Linked DNA regions of Mus musculus: region 2 is linked to region 1. A link is a contact called in public promoter capture Hi-C data. All regions are on one chromosome and are shown on one strand. The core of a region is the stretch at or near the end of the contact, and the rest is flanking DNA. Distances in the headings are between cores, read along the strand shown. Region 1 holds the start of Pmp22 (peripheral myelin protein 22). Region 2 holds the start of Myocd (myocardin).

Evidence for each region. Promoter capture Hi-C pulls out the DNA fragments that hold promoters and counts their contacts.
Region 2: a contact with region 1 is called in a promoter capture Hi-C map of hippocampal neurons, with 6 times the contacts expected there. The contact joins the promoter of Myocd here to the promoter of Pmp22 in region 1. A contact is called at or near these places in 1 of 39 promoter capture datasets (hippocampal neurons) and 1 of 115 datasets of contacts at active chromatin or transcription factors (astrocytes).

Annotation. Positions count from the first base shown.
Region 1 is chr11:63,130,054-63,133,676 of GRCm38.p6, forward strand. It overlaps Pmp22 (peripheral myelin protein 22), which reads left to right and starts at 1,404. Exons shown (of 5, transcript NM_008885.3): 1 at 1,404-1,601; 2 at 3,072-3,191. The coding sequence starts at 3,114.
Region 2 is chr11:65,268,435-65,272,637 of GRCm38.p6, forward strand. It overlaps Myocd (myocardin), which reads right to left and starts at 1,555. Exons shown (of 13, transcript NM_146386.3): 1 at 1,210-1,555. The coding sequence starts at 1,264. It overlaps Gm30586 (a long non-coding RNA gene), which reads left to right and starts at 1,491. Exons shown (of 3, transcript XR_001780238.2): 1 at 1,491-1,829.

The sequences.
Region 1 (3,623 bases), core at 154-2,653:
AGAGCTAATGGCTCTGAGCCTGTCATTAGGATCACCACGCCCTTCGGTGTAGGCAGCGGCCGTTCTTCCCAGAGGAAAACATTGAATGCTCAATGAATGCTCACGACAGGAGCACTAGTTGATTAGGTGTGGACCGAGTGCAGAGCTCTGGCTTCAACCTCTGCCATGCATCTCCTCTCAGCCTCCTGTGTGCCAAGCACAGGTACGACACCTGGCATTGGCAGGGAACTGAATAAAAATGTCACACATACTCTTTATTTTTAATCCGATGAGAAATTTTAAAAGATCATTGTCTGAAGAATGCTTCAAGTTTATTTTTTTATGTAATGAGCAAGCATATACAATTAGCTCAAGTAGCGGCTACTGTCAAAAAACAAAATAATATGGAACTATCTGAGTCTCCCAGGGCTTTATGACTCACTGCTCTTAACAGGTAGGGAGGGTGTGGATATGCAGGTAGAGACTTTAACACACGGGCTCCTTGCTCAGTCAGCCAATACAGGTGACCTGATGGTTAGTTGGGCACATCTCCAAGAAGAGCTGGCTAGCCTCTCCCTTCTTAACTCTGGGCGGCCACACTCAAGTGCCTATGAATCAGCTAGTTTCTCTGGCTGCTCTTCCTGCACCTCAGATGGCCACTTCTCTCACCCCTACCCCCATGGCCAGGACTCCAGCCAAGGCTGGGAGCCAGGCCAGCTTGCCTCAGGCAAACTTCGCCTGGAGCTTATATGCAGTTGTAAAATCTGGTTTTGCCAAGCTTAGGAGGAGCCGGATCCTAGAGCCCCACCCCTCTGTCCGTCTGTCCGTCCATCCGTCCGTCAAGCTTGGATTTTCCTCCCCTCCCTTCTCTCTTGGATTGGGGTCCCAGCCTAGCCCTCTAGATATGTACCCCGAATCCCAGTAAACCAGCATACTTTCTAGGTACAAACAGGGATAGCGAGGATGGGTGTTTTAAAGACTAGCCCAGTTAAGACCCCAGCGCAGGTCAGGTGCGCCAAGACCTGAGGTCCTGGCTGCTAGTAGGAGAGGTGATCCAGCTACACAGTCCCCGAATGGGCACAGTTCACTTCAGTGTTCCCGAGAACCCAGCACTGCGCACTTGGGGAGTGAGGCAGGGAGGTGGGTACGAAATCTAGCAATCTTTATCCATGTGCGCTGAGGGGACAGGGGCGAAGGTGCAATGTATTGGTCAACAGGGCCCGAGTACCACAGATCTAGGGAAGGTGAGAGACGAGAAGCCCAGGGTCCTCCAGCTTTAAGTAAAAGTCGAGGTTTTGCAGAGATCTGGTTTTTCCGGGGGTGTCTTTAAGTCCAAGTAACTGTCTGGCAGTCGGCGCCCCGCCCGCCCGCCTGCCCCCTCTCCTCAGGGAGGCCCGCCCTCCCGCACACGCTGACCCTGGGACACACCCTTCTGCAGCGACGCAAATAGGGCGTAGTTCCCGTTAAAGGGGAACACCGGGAGCCTCCCACTGCCCCCTTGCTTTGCGCGCGCGCTGACCCGCAGCACAGCTGTCTTTGGGGACGCCAGCAACCCAGTGGACGCACCGGAGTTTGTGCCTGAGGCTAATCTGCTCTGAGATAGCTGTCCCTTTGAACTGAAAGTAAGTTGGTAGGGAAAGTGAAGAAGGTGGTGGTGGTGGGGGGCATAAAGCTGGGCATCATCTGGAAATGCTATGCCTAAAGCGGGGACGGGGCTCTGACCCTCCATAGGGCCGCCTTGTGACAAGAACGTGGAGACCCCTTCCTACATCCTAGCCTACCGGAGGGACACACCTAGGACTGCCTCTGCATCGTCCAGACCAGGGTGGTGGCGGTGTCTGGATAGAGGGTTGCTGGGGCGGCCTTGTGATTCTTTCCAGAGGATGTACTGTTAAAATACACGAGTCTCTGGTCCTTCGGGTTCTAGCCGCAGGCCCTATGGTGTTCTTGGTCTCTGCTACTTGAAGCCATCCAATGAAATTTGAATTTTCTGGAAATCATGGGGAAAATCTTGCTTATATCTTCAGTGCATTCCTGGCTTTTTGTCTTTGATGTGTTCCTTGGGAGGAAAATGGACGTGTCTGGGATAGAATACTTGTCAAAACTAATTTAGAAGTCTCCTTGGTCTAAGGTTCTATCCTTAACTGGTTCACTCAGCTGCAGCCAGATTTTCACGGCTGTACACATTCACTATCAGGTCACCCAAGTTTTAGCTCCCTAAAGTCTGAAGTGGAGGGGGAGGTAGGGTAGGAGATAGTATCTTCGGACCTTGGAAACACGTCTTGCCTGCTCTGACTTGCGAGAATTCTCAGACTCAATCAGCCTCTTTACGCACTGTCTCCTTCCCTCCAGTCAGCAGCAACCAAGGGATAGGGCCCCTGGCGCATCTATTCGGGATGGGGCTTTGGACAGGGGTCCGCAAGTGCGGCGGGCTCAGCCTAGCTCTCCTTGGGGCCGTCCAGGGGGTGCCTGTGGAGCTGGCGGGGCTGAAGGCTCTTCACCCCCCGGGGCGCAGGGAAGGCGCGGAACCCTGCGCGCGGGAAGCTCCGGAGCCGGGCAATCCTCCAGCCCGCCTGCTCTCCCGCTCCCCCAGCCGCCAGCATCTAGGCCGAGCCGGGGGCGGGGCGGCTGCTCTCCGCTGGCAAAAACGGGTGGAAACTTGGAGGCAAGTAACGGAACGCGGGGCGCGCTGGGGTCTGGGAAACCAGCCTCGGGTGGCGGGCGACCCCAGGCCTCTGGCTGTGAGCCTGGCGCCGCCCGCTGAGCCTCCAGTCTCGGGGGGAATCCACCCTGTGACTGGGTCAGGGACGTGGCCTCGGTAGCCTCCCAAGTCCCAAGGGCCCTGAAAGGCGCCCAGGCTGGGCGGAGGCTTGCTGTGGCCTCGGCTCATCGTTCAGGAAACTCCTCTCCTCCGCGCGCCTCCCGGGGTGATCGGGACGTGCGCACCACTTGCTTGTTTTGTTCCAAAGGCAAAAGATGTTCGATTGCGGGCGGGCACTGGGCGGGGATAGGGATGGCGGCGGCCGCCCCCTCCCGGCCAGCTGGGCCCCCGGGCCAGGGCCAGCGGCCTCACACCCGCCTTCCTCTCTCAGCAGGCACCGCTCCTCTGATCCCGAGCCCAACTCCCAGCCACCATGCTCCTACTCTTGTTGGGGATCCTGTTCCTGCACATCGCGGTGCTAGTGTTGCTCTTCGTCTCCACCATCGTCAGCGTGAGTGCGGGGCGAGCGGACAGGGGAGGCTCCCTGCAGGGCGGCAGCTATCTCTGCTCTGGGTTCCCAGCCAGTGCTTCCCCAGGTTGCCAAACTGGAGTGATATTTGCAGACAGCTGGACATACCAGAGGCCCCAGGACTTCTGTTGCTGCACTTCTTTGCCACCCACTTCTTTTCAGTTCTTTGAGAAAGTTAGGCCAGCATCAGGGGTAGACAGTGAGCAAGGGCTGGAAGAACTTAGTTGCTCAGGACTTAAGCCAGTCTTGCAGGGGGACTGTGGTATCTTATCTATCTTACCGGAGTGCCCTCCACTGATAGGAGCTGGGCAAGGAAATAGCTGGTGTGGAGCTGTCAGACACAGTGGATTAATTCATTTAAAATTGGCTTTCTTGAAAAATGAAGATGTATGCTTCCGCCTTTAACGTCTTAAT
Region 2 (4,203 bases), core at 305-2,804, 2.1 Mb after region 1:
GCAGTATTGCCTTGTGGTTTTGAGCAAATTACCAAGCATGTGAGGTCTCTGATGAACAAACTAACCACCTCACCTCAACATGGAAAGGACAAACGTGCATGGCTGACCCCGGTGGCTAGTGGTTAGGAGACACACCCCAGGCCTCCAGAGGCACTGTGGCTCCTGGCCACTTCAGCTCTTAAGTTTTCAACTTGCCTCACTAAACAATCCTTCAAGAAATCCCCAGAGTGTCCCATCCACACCTAAGGATCAGGAACAACTGAGGTGGTTACAGAGGCTCCTTATGGCCCATCACCCACTGTGCACAATTTCTGAGCCACTCATTTCAAGACAAACAGTTGAGTAGCTCCTTCAGAAGGACCAAGGGAATTGACAGAGTGAGTGGCACCAGCATCAGCCAGCACCTGTTACATGGAAGGCTCACACCAGAGCTATCCACCAAAATGTTCGTTCTTAGAAGGTGCCCTGCCATCATTGAATGGCCCTGTTACCACTGTTATAAAAGCAAGAATGGGCAAAGCTAGGTAGCCCTTCCAGGATGCGAACGAGGGAACACAATCCTGCGTCTTCTGTAGGCCCCCACGTACCCTTTCCTTATACTCACCTCTCCTGAGTGTCCCTCCAGAAGTTTCTCTGTGTGCCACTAACACAACAATTTTAGGGAAAATTGTCCATTTATAAATATCAGATGGTTTGGGAAAAAATATTTGTGGCGCTGGTTTTTTTCCCCCATGGTGATGTCATTTAAAAATTCTTGGTGTGCTCCAAATTCGCTATTTTTACTTCCTCCAAGTGACTTTTTTGGGAAATACATTTGTTTGGATTAGCTACATGTTAAGTGACCCCTAGACGTCTCACAGTCCTAGGCACATTGTCTCAGCGGTTGTAACTGATAACGCGCCCACTCTATAACTTCAGATCCTGGAGTTGCCCATTTCAACACAGTTCCTTTTGGGTCGTCCCCTTAAAAATGTCTATTTACCGATAAAGGAAAATATAGTAAAATAAAGTAAAACATTGGATTATTCGTAAACAAAACTCAAACTTAACACAGGTCAAAGGGAAGACATTTGAAGGCATTCAGTCAAACACAGTGTTCATTTTGGGGAAACAGAGGGAAGGCCGCCACCTCAGGCCCGAAGCATTCATTGTAAAGCAGTTGAGTGGTAGAGATGAAAAGTTTAAGGAGTGCTGAACGCCTTACTCTACCTGATCGGAACTTCCTTCTAATCAGCAAAGAGTGTTCAGACCCCAGGAGTGTCATGGTGAGTCTCAGCAAGCCGCTGGTCGTTGGCCAGGCGCCCCGCTTTCCACCAGAAACTGGCTCCCGGGAGCCCAGAGGACAGCAGCTAACAACCCAGAATTCATCCAACTCTTGGGGAGCTCCCTTGGGTAGGAGGACGCACAGTGGCCGCCAGTGTCCCCAGAAAACTGGCGCCTCCCCCCTCGCCGCTCGCGAGGCTAATTAACTCCCAGCAGGCAGGACCCTCCTCCTCTGAGGGTGGCCGGGAACAGCCGCATCCTAGGCGTTCCTGGCTGATGTCATAGGCTGCCAGCGGTCGCGGAGTACCGCCACCACGCCTTTATGAAGGTCCCAAGTTTGCTATCTGATCCTCTTTACTACTGACAGGAGATCAGCCAATCAGGAGCGGTGAGCGGGGCCTGGGGACCAGACGCGGCCCCAGGAGTCTTAACAGCCGGCTCTTAACTCTTTGCAGAATAGTGCGCCAAGGCTGCTTGCCCAGGCGGGAGTCTCTGCACTGGCACCCCTAAATCGGATGCCCGAAGGCTGCAGGCGGCGCCCGGCGTGCAGGTGGCGCCTGGCGACGGTAGGAGTGTATCTGCTTGTCCTAGGTGTGCATGTCCCTGGTGTCCCCAGCTTACTGCAGGGCTCTGGAAGGTACATCTCCAGAACGCGCTGGAGCCTGGGCCAAGAAGCTGGGTTGGCTTGCAACTCCCGGGAGCACCCGCTTCCCCTCTGTATCCGAGCGGTGGTGCTTCAGGAGACCGATGCCTGGAGCAGCTACTGAGCGGCTGAAGAAGTGGCAGAAAGTCTTTCCCTGTGGTTGGATGTTCTCTTTGGATTCACAAAAAGTTTGTGTCTGGGGACTGAGCCCAGAGTGCGATTGGTGCAAAAGTTGAGCGTACTATTGAGCACTCAACAGGGTAGGATTCGGTGGCCTGGGCAAGCCAGATCGGAAAAGTGCAGAGGTTTTTCACGTCCCTTTCATAGTGGGAAAGGGACCCAAAGAGGCGCTGAGGATGCGCGTCTCTGGGGTGCCTGGGGTGACAGGGTCCCACGTGCATCATTAAGTACAACACATGTTCTAAGACAAAGATTTAGATAGTTGGAAAAAAAACATTGAACTGCATACATACAACACACAATTTGCCACTATTTGCAACTTTATATGCACGTGAGCTCCCAGATACAATTCTTTACATCTCCCCTTTTGTCTCAAAGCTGTGAATTCTTGAAGAGAATGACAATGACAGGTGGAGGCCTAATGTAACAATATCTGTTAGGGACTAATCTCTGCCCTGATCCGGGGTCTTCTGCCTCTATCAACTGTTGCTGAAGACACCCTAGGGTGCCCAGACCTTCCTTTTTCCCATTCTCTGGGTTGCACCAATGCACTTGAATCTTGGAATTCGTTTTCTGAGATAGGTAATGCTCCTCCTCACTAAATCAGAGAGGAGGTGGAGCCCTGCTACTCAACTTCCTCTTGTGAATAGGGTTGGGCAGTACGAGCCTACAACAGGCTGCCTCCTGTGGTAGCCTGGCAGTGGTTGTGCATTCCACAAGCAGTGCTGAACTGGGCTGTTCCTGTGGGAACAGATCACAGCCGCTTTAATGGCTTACATCAATCCCGATTCATTACCTTGCAGGTTTGAAGGCTGGGAGTCAGAAACTGGTCTCACTGAGTTAAAAAAAAAAAATCAAGGTGTTGGCAGAACTGTGTTCCCTTCTGGAAGCTCATGAAGAGACTCCATTTCCTTTCCCTTTCCAACTACTAGAGGCCACCCATGTTCCTTGGCTTCCAGCCTGTTCTTCCATCTCCCAAAACAGAAATTGTGGGTCAAGTTCTTATTACATCTTATCAGTCTAGCTCCTCCCTCCCCACCTTCTGCATCTCTCTCTGAGTTAACCTTACTTTAAGGAAAAACTCTGTCAGGCTAGCTGATGATGAATCCTTATTCCCACTTGCTATGCAATGTAACATAATTGCAGATGCCTGAACTTGGAAGTGAAGGGGAAGATGTTGTATTGTGTGTTACATAGAGAAGGTCTCTCTCGTCCCAGCTCATCAAAGAAGAGAAACACAACAGAGGAAGGACTGGGAGGGGTCAGGCCCGCATGTCTAGAACAGCCCTAAGCAGGGTTGAGATGCATGGGGCAGGGGCGACTCCAGAGAAAAGAGGTAGCAGGATAAGGGACATCACAAAATTATCCCATGGAGGAAACTCTGTGAAACATGAAAAAGAAAGAATAGAAGGAAAGACCCAAAGGAATGTTTACACTGAAGACAGCAAGGCTGAGGAGATGCCCACGGCAACTTAGTGGGGCTTTCTTTATTCAGTGGGAGTTGTGATAAAATCAGCTGAAGGATCCAACCAAGGGTCTTTCTGACCCAGAGGGACGGAGGGGGTTGGAGTGTGTGCTTGTGGACAGGACCACAGTCCCTCTTTTGCTGGCTTTCTTTTATTGTTATTTAGTGAGATTAGTGAGATGAGGTCTCCCTGCCCTAGGATTTTTTTTTTTTTTTTTTTTTTTTTTTTTTTTTTTTTTTTTTTTTTTTTTAGTTTTCATCTCAAAAGGAGTTTATTCATTAATCCTTAAAGTAATATTTTAACTAATTCTTCAAGAATTTCATATTATCAATTTGGATCATATTCATGCTCCCTACCCCAACCCGATTCGATTCAGATCTCTCTCCACCTTCCTTGCCTCCCTACCCATCCATCTCTGAGCTGCCCTTGAGGTATTGTCTTCCTCCTCCTCCCTCCTCTTCCCCCTCCTCCCCCCTCCTCCTCCCCCTCCTCTTCCCCCTCATCCCCCTCCTTCTTCCCCTTTTGCATTATTTAAAGCCATTGTGTTAGGTTTGTGTTGTTTAGCTGCTCTTGTGAGTAGAGCCTGTTCAGGTTGACCACAGTCTTGCCTCAGCCTCTGGAGTGCTAGAATTAAAAGAGTAGAGCAGCATG